Regions from separate parts of the Zea mays genome. Here region 2 is linked to region 1. A link is a contact called in public Hi-C data. All regions are on one chromosome and are shown on one strand. The core of a region is the stretch at or near the end of the contact, and the rest is flanking DNA. Distances in the headings are between cores, read along the strand shown.

Region 1 (5,953 bases), core at 6-2,505:
AAATTGCATGAAGTGAAAACTTCTTATAGCCCCACCAACACCTCGAGAATAGTATCAGAACACAGAATAGTGCTCATGAGAAAGGACTTCAGCTAATAAAGAACATCCCTTGTTAAGAAATCACCTACCAGTGGTAGCCGATCAATATCTGGGTCACTTTCATGTTCCAGAAGCCAGTTTACAGCAGATTCAAGATTGGAATTACCTGAACAAGACATATTATTATCTCTCCAATTTATTGAACTACATGCTAAATAAATAATATACTGAATATCTATAATAAATATGTTGCTGGAGCTTTGTATAATTTGCATTTTTACGAAATGGCATATCTATCAACTGCAATGCCATCAGTGAATAGGGATAACACACAAACCATGGAAGGATGGGCACAAATACAAAAAAACACTTCGCAACCATAGAAGGGACCAACTGTCGTGTAGTTTCTATTTTGTGTATTATCGATCTGTCTTTGGCAAAGAAAAACATTGTAATGCAAACCTGTACCTAGCAAGTTTGTTTGAAAAGGCATACCTGAAAAATGGAGTGCCCTAACTGAACGTGCAGTTGGGAATCCCATGGCTTCAAGTTCACCAAGCATTTTCTTGTCAACTTGTGGGACAGCCATCACTAGAAGACAGATGAACAAAAATAAGAGCTCACCAATTGCTACAAATGCAAAACTAGAGGGAATAGATAATGAGGGAAACAGATAGCAATGTCAAACTATTGGCTCAATTCAAGCAGATGTTTCATACAACTAACAATTAATTAAACAAACAGTTGCGTAAGCAGAAAAAATCAAAGAGTTACCAATGATTAAATGCCCTACCCTCCCCCCAATGATCTTACATAATTTAAGCTATATTCTAGGAGCTTAATTTGCAAATCTTGATTCTATGTCTAACATAAAAGCTATAATGCTCTACAATTTAAATTAGAACTAACATATGTGTTCTGTGAAGCACCTAGGACCTGTGTGTGTGTTAATGCTAATAGTATGTTGGCTTTTATCACTATACATGGAAGAATAGGTATGCTAGAAACAAAACCTAACCTGAAATATTACAGGTTATAATGCATCGGCACAAGAACCATAAAGTGCAAGCAATGGAAAAGCACAAGATTGAGCAAGTTTGATGAAGTATTCACAAGACTTCCAGTTTGCTTTGAAATTCTGGTGACAGAACAAGTTGATGAAATTACGAATAGGAAATTTACCTTTTCAGAGCTCTTTCCTCACTTTGTAATCCTTGAGCCAAGATGATGTATGAATCCTCTTCCCATATAAGTAGAGCAAAGAGCTATAAGCTACTGCAGATGGAAATGGGAGTGCGAAAATTAGATGTAGAGGATTAGGGCTTTGCTTCTTCTGCACTTCATTCTTGTCTTTTCCTCCCAGATGGGTCTTGTGGTGTCTCAGGAGACTCGGGTGACTTCTTTCTTCCTGCAGTAACTTATGCCTTCCCTCATGCTTAGGGTTTCCCTCTTGAACCAACAGCTAGCCTACTCACAAATAGATCGATTCCTTCGTTTGGGTTACAACTTAGAAGATCAAACAAACCAAGTCACTAAGAAAATCAACAACAGAGTAATAAAGAGTAACCCTGAAGTCTTGGTGTACCTCAAGCATTAGATGACGATATTCATTCAGTATACAACTGAATTGCCTAGTCAGCATTGCCTTATACTTCATGAGTCACACAAGATACTAAGAGAGGAAAATGAAGTTGGAATTACTGTCAAGTCATAAATGCCTCCAGAGCCCTGGTTTTTTTACCACTGTCTTGCAGAAGCTCATCACATATATCATGTTAGGATGAAGAGAATGACAACTTGTATATTCTAGAGGGCTTAAAGGGCAAAAATACATGTGGTAACTTTACAGTAAGAACCCTAGATTCTATGGAGAACAAAAAGAGAACTATGCATATACACACTAACAGGTCAAACATCTTCAGTAATGCTAAACTATAGTTAGCTATAGATAATAATTTCAGTTCCTAAAATATTCTTAGAGAAGGCGGATATGGAGCAGTTTACAAGGTTACTCCTCACAATTTACTCTTGCGAATGCATTTTCTAATATTTTCTTGTAGATGTTGGTAATTAATGCAGATTTGTAGAAACGTATATGGTCAGTCATATAATTAACTATGTTCCTTTTTTCCAGGGTAAGCTACCTGATGGGAGGATAATAGCTATGAAGCAACTTTCCCAAACATCACATCAGGGGAAAAAAAGCAAGTTTGCAGAAGTGGCCACAATTTTTGCTGCGCAATGCCCACCCACAACAAATATGATTGCGTACCGTGTTAACGCACGGTACAGTCATTGTAAGACCGTGTCCAATAATTTATCTATAGTTTATTCAAAATACTGTTTGTTTAGAATACATTATTCAGAGGATGGAATTTAAATATGGATATAGATAAATGTAAGCGTTAGACTGGCCCCGCCTAACCGCTCGGCTCCCCGCTTCTGGGCACCGGCCGGCGTGATCGCAGCGGCTCAGCGTTCCCGTCGTCGGTTAATAAGCTGAGGATGTATTTGGTTTGCTTTTGGCTTTGACTTTTGTCCCATAAAAACCAATAGTCAAACCAAAGGATTGGATTCATAAAGTAGTTTTTTGTAAAAGCCGATTTTTTTCGCAGTGCAAAATTGAAAGCACTGCCGAACCTGTTTTTAGTGGTTTTCAGATAGAACTGTGAAAACATATATCGAAAAACTTTTAACGGTTTTTTATGGTTTTCACCAAACGATTTTTAACTTTTTAACAACTCACAACCTATAACAATTTTTTTCACAGCTTACAACACACAACAACTTTGTCAGCGAAGCGGAGGAAGCAGTCATCGGTGCGGCAAATGACAAAGAAGGTTTGGCTGCAACAGCAGGAGATGGGCCGTGTCGGGCCAAAAGGCTGAGGAAGCGCAACCCAAAGGTCTTTGGGCCGGCGTGGGTAAACAGCACAGAGTAATCCAGCCGATTATTAAATAAGGGTTCGACGGCGCGTAGGGTTTTTTATGCTGTAACAGAACTCTAGACTCTAGTTCTTCTTCCTTTCCAAGTACTATCTCAACTACTCTGTTCTCCGTCTCTGCATTCTCCAGATATTGTGTGTGTGTTCCAACTTATGCAAGTCGTTAACAAGTGGTATCAAAGGTTACCGATCCTTGGCTTGTGGGTGTTGACGCGCTGGATCGCGGCGACCAGCAGCATTACTTTACCCGTGCTCGCCTCCGACGTGTTCTCATGAATCCAGACACTCAACTCATCCTGGATGAGTTGTCGCGGCGTTTCTCTGAACATGACTCCAAGTGGGATCGCAGAGTGGCCGAGCAGGAGTCGCGTTGGAACGCGACCTTCTCGGAGTTCACCACTGGACAAGACCGCTGCGTGGGGGCTCTAGAACAAGCCACTGGTGTGCTGGAAGATTGGCGGATGAACATGGAAGGGATGATGGATGACCTGCGACTCGAGGTGGGCAAGATCTCCAAAAATTGGGAGCGTGCTGTAGTGGACAATTCGTCCGCTATGGCGGGCATCCTCGCTCCTTCTCCACCGGCTGTCGAGCAACAACCTGCCGGAGTTCCAGCCAACAGGCCCCATGGGCACCGCGTCGAATCGAGCCACCGGGAGGATGGTTTTGGGTCGGTCACCACCCTCCTCCATACCCCGGTCAAGGGTATGTGTTCATCATTGCCTCGTTCTCCAGCTGTGCATACTTCGGAATTCCATCAGCATGTGGGCGATCTGTCATATCCAACCATGGGGGGCGCGATGCGTGGTCGTTTGCCTAAGTTGAATTTTCCTGTGTTTGATGGCGAAAACCCCAAATTATGGATCCGTCGCAGCCATGACTACTTTGACATGTATGAAGTAGAACCGCACCTATGGATCAGGGTAGCGTCGATGCATTTTGTTGGGGGGGCTGCTCGGTGGTTTTCATCTCTGGACGAACATTCACACTTATCTAGTTGGCCTGTTTTTTGCCGCGTGCTTTTAGAGCGTTTTGGAAAAGATGAGCATGAGTTGTTTATTAGACAATTGTTTCGCATTCGTCAACATGGCACAGTAACTGAATATGTAGATCAGTTTTCTTCATTAGTAGACAAGTTGGTGTCGTACGGGCGACCTGTGGATCCTCTCTATTTTGTGCAACGTTTTGTGGATGGTCTTCGTTCAGACATTCGTGCTGCTATTATTCTTCAACGGCCTTCTTCCTTGGATTCTGCTTGCGCTCTCGCCTTGCTGCAGGAAGAGGTGGCCACGTCAGACCGACGTTTGGAGCATCGACGTCCAGAATGGGCGTCGTCAGGAAAGGGGTATGGCAAATCTTCAGTGCCTCCTTTCTTGACAGCACGACCCGACAAGACTGGAGCTGTGATCGAAGAAACAAAGCCGGCTGAACAACATCGTGCTCGTGTCTTGGATGACAAACTTGCTGCCTTGCGCGCTTATCGTCGAGCTAAAGGGTTGTGCCAGCGTTGTGCGGAGAAGTGGTCGCGTGATCATAAGTGTCCTCCCACAGTCCAGTTACATGCTCTACAGGAACTCTGGGAATTATATGAAGGGGATGAAGACACCATTCCTGAGGATGTTGTGGTCGAGGATCAGATCATAGAGACTGAATGTTTGGCCATCTCCATTGCTGCTGTTAAAGGATTGGAGTTGAACCATACTCTGAAGTTGCGGGGACTGATTCAAGGCATTGAAGTGGTGATGCTGATCGATTCAGGTAGTTCTCATTCATTCATTGCATCCCGGGTGGCATCGAGGTTATCAGGTGTAACTGATATGGCCAAGTCAGTGCTGGTTCAGGTAGCGGATGGCAATCGTTTGAAGTGTTCTTGCCAGCTAGTTGGCGCTAGATGGTCCGTTCAACACTGCGTGTTTGACACTGACTTGAGAGTTTTGGATCTGGCTTCATATGATATGATCATTGGTATGGATTGGTTGGCAGCTAATAGTCCGATGAAGGTGCATTGGTCCCAAAAGTGGATGATCATTCCATATCAACGTTCCTGGGTGCTATTACATGGATTGTCTGCTGTTTTTCCACCTGGGTCGATAGTGGAATTAGATATGATAGAATCTGAACCACCTCTGTTTGCACACTTGGATTTAACACCTGTGCTGATGGCATTGTTGGAGGAATTTAAAGCTGTGTTTGCACCACCAAATGGTCTTCCTCCAACTCGTGAGTGTGATCATACCATTCCATTAGTGCCAGGGGCTGTTCCTGTCCATGTCAGACCATATCGATATCCACCAGCTATCAAAGATGAAATAGAGCGCCAAGTTTCGGTCATGCTTCAGTCAGGAATTATACAACCCAGCACTAGTCCATTTTCTTCTTCAGTATTATTGGTCAAGAAGAAGGATAATTCATGGCGCTTCTGTGTGGATTTTCGGCACTTAAATGCTATTACTGTCAAGACATCTTTTCCGGTACCTGTCATCGAGGAGTTGTTGGATGAATTGGGGCAAGCTTCCTGGTTTACTAGTCTGGACTTGACAGCGGGATATCACCAGATTCGGCTGTTACCGGCAGATTGTCATAAGACAGCATTCCAAACACACTCGGGTCACTATGAATTTAGAGTTATGGCTTTTGGTTTGACCGGGGCACCAGCCACTTTTCAACGCGCCATGAATGCAACATTAGCACCATTACTTCGTCGTTGTGTGCTAGTTTTCTTTGATGATATTTTAATCTACAGTTCGAGCTTTGAAGACCATATTCAGCATGTTCGAGCAGTCTTCGAACTACTCATACAGTATCAATGGCAAATTAAGTTGAATAAATGTTCATTTGCCAGGCCTCAGTTATCCTATCTCGGTCATGTCATTTCAGCGGCCGGAGTAGCTACAGACCCAAGCAAGATTCAGGCTGTTTCTCAGTGGTCTTCTCCCAGGACTGTGAAGGAATTACGCAGTTTTTTGGGTT
Region 2 (5,316 bases), core at 201-2,700, 330 kb before region 1:
CAAGGGAGAGGGCGAACCAGAGCAGGAGGAGAAGCAAGGAGAGCAGGCGAGGTGCGGCCGTGCGGCCTGCTCCTGGGCGGGCGGACGGTGGCGCGGTGCCGTGGGCCTGCAGCCTGCTCCTGGGCGCTGGGCGGGCGGACGGGGACGGCCGGATGGCCGGACGGGCGGTGTCGTGGTGGCCGCCGGTGCCGCGGTGCGTCTGTGCGCGGGCGCCCTGGCGGCTGCTTCTCCTTAGGTTAGGGGCTGGCGGTGGCGCTGTGCTGGGGCTGGTCCGTATGGGCCTATTCCTCTCCCTACTCCCTGTTCCTCTCGTTGTTGGGCCGCGACCGGGGCTGCAGCCCAGGCAGCCCCGGTCGCAAATCCGCCCCTGTTCTAGGTTATTGGGCAGCACCAAGATATATTTACTAGCTTCAGAAACTTGTATTGTTGCTTGGTAGGATAACCAGATAAGCCATAATAATAAGTGTATTGCTCCACCATCAATTACATGCGGCCACTCGTTAATGCCTATGCAGCCTCGGGTGGGGGGTTAGGTTAATGGCTATGGTTCTTTTGTGGCAACAATCGCTGCCTTTTGATCCAAACACTCCAGACGTGCATACACACTCAAAAAAGATTTTAATTTAGGAAACATATCTGATGCAAACCAATTCCTCTATACAACCGTGCAAATTTTTAATCTGGGTCACATTTGCAAAAGTGTTATTAGGAGCGTGTGGTTAAGTGCAAAATTATCCACTTCCGCGCCTCCCCTTGATCAACATCATGTGGTCTAGATTAAAAGTTTACACGGTTGCACAGAAAATTTGATTTGCACCAGATATGTTCCCTTTAATAATTTATTCGTTTGACTTTAATTCATCATACCAGATTCTACTGCTTTTATAATATTTTTGTTTTTATAGATTACAAATACAGCAGTCTTAACAGACGACTTTAATTCGAATGGAACAGTCAAGCAACCTACTTTAAACCGTTAGTATTTTAGTACCGTGCTACTAGCATTTACTGTAGACACTGCTACAGCAGGCTTCCCCGGTTGACTCGACCGACCGTGTTGCATGTCTCGAGTGGAAGGAACAGGAACACACGAACAGAACGAGAACGGGAAAGACTTTTCAACAGTAAAGTAGCATTATTTTCTGTTTCAGTTATGCATGCATGTATGCAGCGCAGTTTGAGGAGTGATGAGGAAATGAGGCGGTAATAATGGAGTGATTATTACGAGCCAGATTCTTTTTTCTCGCTCTCTCGTATAGAATCAATCAAGTGCGTGTGGGGGGTGGACGCCGAGATGCCATGCGTGATGCGGTGATGCCAAAAGCTGTGTCGAACGAATTGCAATTGAAGGTGTCACGTCACGTTGAACGGAAAGCGAAGCACACCACGGTCTGTCACGTTCACATGTACGCGCACACACGCGTTCGCGTGCACCCCACTGTGATCCTGATCCGAGCTAGCTAGCGAGTAGTGCTTCTGATGACCCATCCATATCCATGCCGGCTCGCGCGCGCACTTTATATACTGCTCGTCACGATCGCGCACTACGCTGCACACAGCCACCCAGCTACGTACCGCGTGCACCTGCACCATCGGCCGCCGGCGACCGCCACCGCCACCGTACGTACTAGCAGCTAGCTGCGCCATGGGCACTACTGCCGCGCATCGTCGTCGACCGGGCAGTATCGTCGTCCTCTCACCATCCGCCGTCGCGCTCGCGCTGCTGTTCTTGTCGACGACCCTTCGCCTCGCCGCCGCCGTCCAGCCGTACGGCGGCGGCGGACCCTGCGCGCTGGCCGTGGCGCCGCTCGGCTACCCTTGTGAAGAGCACCAGGTCCGCCCTCCTTGTTTTGTTTTGCTTGCTTTGACCCTTGACATGACGATTATTATTGACGACCGACGACCGTGCATGGTGCACCGCGCGCGTACGTCAGCGGTCGCGAAGCGTGCGTGTCGTACGATGCGAACAAACGTACGTTCGCATGCATCATGCTCTCTCTTTCTCTCTCTCCCTAGCTATCTGGCGTGGTGGAAGAGAAGGATAGAAAGCTTTCGCGTGCATATATTGTATTGTATCCATGCATGTCTTGTTGTACAAATTAATGGATGTGCATGTATCTACGCAGGTGACGACGGCGGACGGGTACATCCTGAGCCTGCAAAGGATCCCGAGTGGCGGGCGTGGCGGGCACGGCGGCGGTGCCGGTGCCGGTGCCTCGTCCTCGCGCGCGGGGCAGCCGGTGCTCCTGCAGCACGGGGTCCTCGTGGTACGTCTCTGTTCGTCATGTGCCTGGCACCCTACGTACGTACATACTGGTTCTATGGCCCAACCGTTTCATGTGCCGGAGGTCCTGCAGGACAGCAGGACGGCATGTCATGGTTGCTGGCCTCGCCGGAGGAGTCGCTGCCGTTCATCCTCGCCGACCGCGGCTTCGACGTCTGGATCGCCAACAACAGGGGCACGCGCTGGAGCCGCCGCCACGTCTCGCTCGACCCCTCCAGCCGGGTAAGTAAACTAAACCTAAACCCTCGCTCGCTCGCTCTGGCACTCATCTCACTTCATCAGAACTAGCTATTAGCCGCTTCCTCCTGCACGCTTCGTTTTCAGCTCTACTGGAACTGGTCCTGGGATGACCTGGTAGTCAACGACCTGCCGGCCATGGTCGACTTCGTCGTCAAACAGACCGGCCAGAAGCCTCACTACGTCGGACACTCCATGGTCCCTTCCCTCTCCCAGTGATTCGATCTCCACAGAGGGGGATCGAGTAGTGTCTGATCGCCGACTCCTGGTGGTTTCAGGGGACGCTGGTGGCGCTGGCGGCCTTCTCGGAGGGCCGGGTGGTGAGCCAGCTGAAATCCGCGGCGCTGCTCACGCCGGTGGCCTACCTCGCCCACATCACCACCCCCATCGGCATCCTGCTGGCCAAGGCGTTCGTCGGCGAGGTAATAACAAACATGACGCACCCTGCAGCCCTGCTCGTCTGACGCAGCGAGCCGTTCTCGTTTTCGTTTCTCCCTGCGGCCGGCGACTCTCTGCTCTTCATCTGCATCTGCTCTGCTCTGCTCTGACCGACTCAGTCACTCACAGGTGCTCTCGGACTTCCTCGGCATGGCCGAGTTCGACCCGCTAGCGTACGTAACGTACCGCGCTCTCGTACACCCCCCACTGCAGATGGATGCAGGCATGCAGCTGAGCTGAGCTGACCTGACCTGACCTGACCTGACCTGCTCTGCTCGCCGCGCAGGCCGCCGGTGACGAACCTCATCAGGGCGTTCTGCCGCCGCCCGGGCATGAGCTGCTACGACCTCGTCGGCTCCATCACCGGCAAGAACTACTGCCTCAACAGCTCCGCCGTCGACGTCTTCCTCAAGTACGAGCCCCAGCCGACCTCCACCAAAACCATGGTCCACTTCGCTCAAAGTACGCGCCGTCAATTCCTTCCTTACCCTTCAAATCGCGCGCACGTTCGTAATATATATAGCAAATTTCAACAAGAGACTTACTTGCACCGCCGGCCGGCATGCATGCACCGCGCGCAGCCGTGCGCGACGGCGTGCTGACCAAGTACGACTACGTGCTGCCGGAGCGGAACATCGCCAGCTACGGCCAGGCCGAGCCGCCGGTGTACCGGATGTCCGGCATCCCGCCGAGCTTCCCGCTCTTCCTCAGCTACGGCGGCCGGGACTCGCTCGCCGACCCCGCCGACGTGCGCCTCCTCCTGCAGGACCTCCGGGGCCACGACCAGGACAAGCTCACGGTGCAGTACCTGGACAAGTTCGCGCACCTCGACTTCATCATCGGCGTCTGCGCCAAGGACTACGTCTACAAGGACATGATCGACTTCCTAAACCGCTTCAACTAGTACTAGCATATATATTTGCTTCAATCGGTGTCGTCTTCAGCCCCAGCAGGATTAGACAAAAAAAGGGGGGGACACTGCAGCTCGTAAACGTTGTCCATACAGATTATCAGAGGTGAAAACCATACATGATGTAATTTAGCATTAGATAGTTAAAACATGGAGCTGCCTCAGTATGGAGGATTGTCAACTACTCTCCATCACAGCAGTAGGTGTGATGTAGAAGAGTGATTGTCACACTGTGTGTGTTGCAAATTTGCAACACAGTGATTACTAATATAAAAAATACTCTTGAGTTAACCTTTGACAAAAAACTCTCTGTGGCTGAGGTGCTCCGGGCAAACTTTTCAAATTTAAGGTTTCGAAGGAGATTATTTGGAGACACAGCCAGCATGTTTGAGGATCGAAAACTGTCTTGTGATGCTATTATTTTGTCAAATAATAGAGACAATGTCAATTGGTCGATAGGGTGTCACACCCGGTTTTAGAAGGCAAACCGAATGCGAACCATGTACGTGCCAGGATCAGTTATTCACGTACACAGCAGTTACATAATATGAACATCATCACACAGTGCTCAAAATAGTATTAATAAGGGAAAATAGTCGATTACATCATACGTCTGAGACGTCCATATAGTCCTTACAATAAATCAAAGTGCGGAAACGAAACGTAGATAACGCGGCCTTCACAGGCAGCCGACTGGGGGTTGCCGCTAACCCACGCCTAGAACTCGTCGTAATCTTGGAACTCCTGGAAGTCTCCTTCCACAGCTTCATCTTCGCCTGAGCAGTGGTTGCAATGCTGACAACCTGGGGGGGGGGGTTTGGTGTGTAGAGCAAGGGTGAGTACACATCAACATACTCAGCAAGTATCCTGTTTGGCTATAGTGGACTAGCTTTATGTGGGGATAAGTCAAGCAGTTGCTTTTAGTTGGTCAGATTATTACTTACTAGTAGAAAGCCAAGTTTTAGCATTAACCCAAGTTATTAACCCAAATGTACTCCTTTCCAAACGGAAAGAGTACCACTTACCAGCATCATAATCATAACCAGAATCAACAATCTCATAACCACCTGTACCAAAGTATCTCTGATCAAGTACCACTAATCACTGGAGCTCCCTTGGCCGCTCATAACCGTGAGCACGGCTGATATATCAGTTTCATAACACTATGCAGAGGTTGTGCACTTTACCCACAAGCCGTGATTCCCTCTCTGGCCCGGGCTTGCAAGACCCTTATTCACTCCCGAGGTGAATGGCCAAGGATTCACTACGAAGCCTTTACAAAGATTCCCCGGGACTGTAGCCACCCGTTAGGTTTCCTAAATGCACCGCACTCCTCCCCAAGGGGCGAACCCAAACTTGGCAGAGCGAGCCGCATACACCGAGCCCCATTGACGGCACGACGGCTAAGTGAACTACACCCCGGATCCTCTAATTATTCAGCTAAGGG

What was found. Hi-C and Micro-C count contacts between places; a contact is called where the count stands out from the background.
Region 2: a Hi-C map of leaf shows a contact between it and region 1, with 2.6 times the contacts expected there. The contact joins the promoter of LOC103653206 here to the promoter of LOC100284470 in region 1. A contact is called at or near these places in 2 of 25 Hi-C or Micro-C datasets (leaf and tassel).

The regions. Positions count from the first base shown.
Region 1 is chr4:45,775,067-45,781,019 of Zm-B73-REFERENCE-NAM-5.0, reverse strand. LOC100284470 (UBA/UBX 33.3 kDa protein) reads right to left here and starts at 1,255. Exons shown (of 12, transcript NM_001157365.2): 1 at 1,222-1,255; 2 at 535-630; 3 at 129-205. The coding sequence starts at 628. It overlaps LOC103653200 (ubiquitin carboxyl-terminal hydrolase 1), which reads left to right. Exons shown (of 6, transcript XM_023302344.2): 5 at 2,174-2,336; 6 at 2,810-5,953.
Region 2 is chr4:46,102,901-46,108,216 of Zm-B73-REFERENCE-NAM-5.0, reverse strand. It overlaps LOC103653206 (triacylglycerol lipase 2), which reads left to right and starts at 1,450. Exons shown (of 8, transcript XM_023302345.1): 1 at 1,450-1,834; 2 at 2,127-2,267; 3 at 2,363-2,506; 4 at 2,609-2,719; 5 at 2,800-2,943; 6 at 3,089-3,132; 7 at 3,246-3,421; 8 at 3,541-4,174. The coding sequence starts at 1,646. The coding sequence ends at 3,863.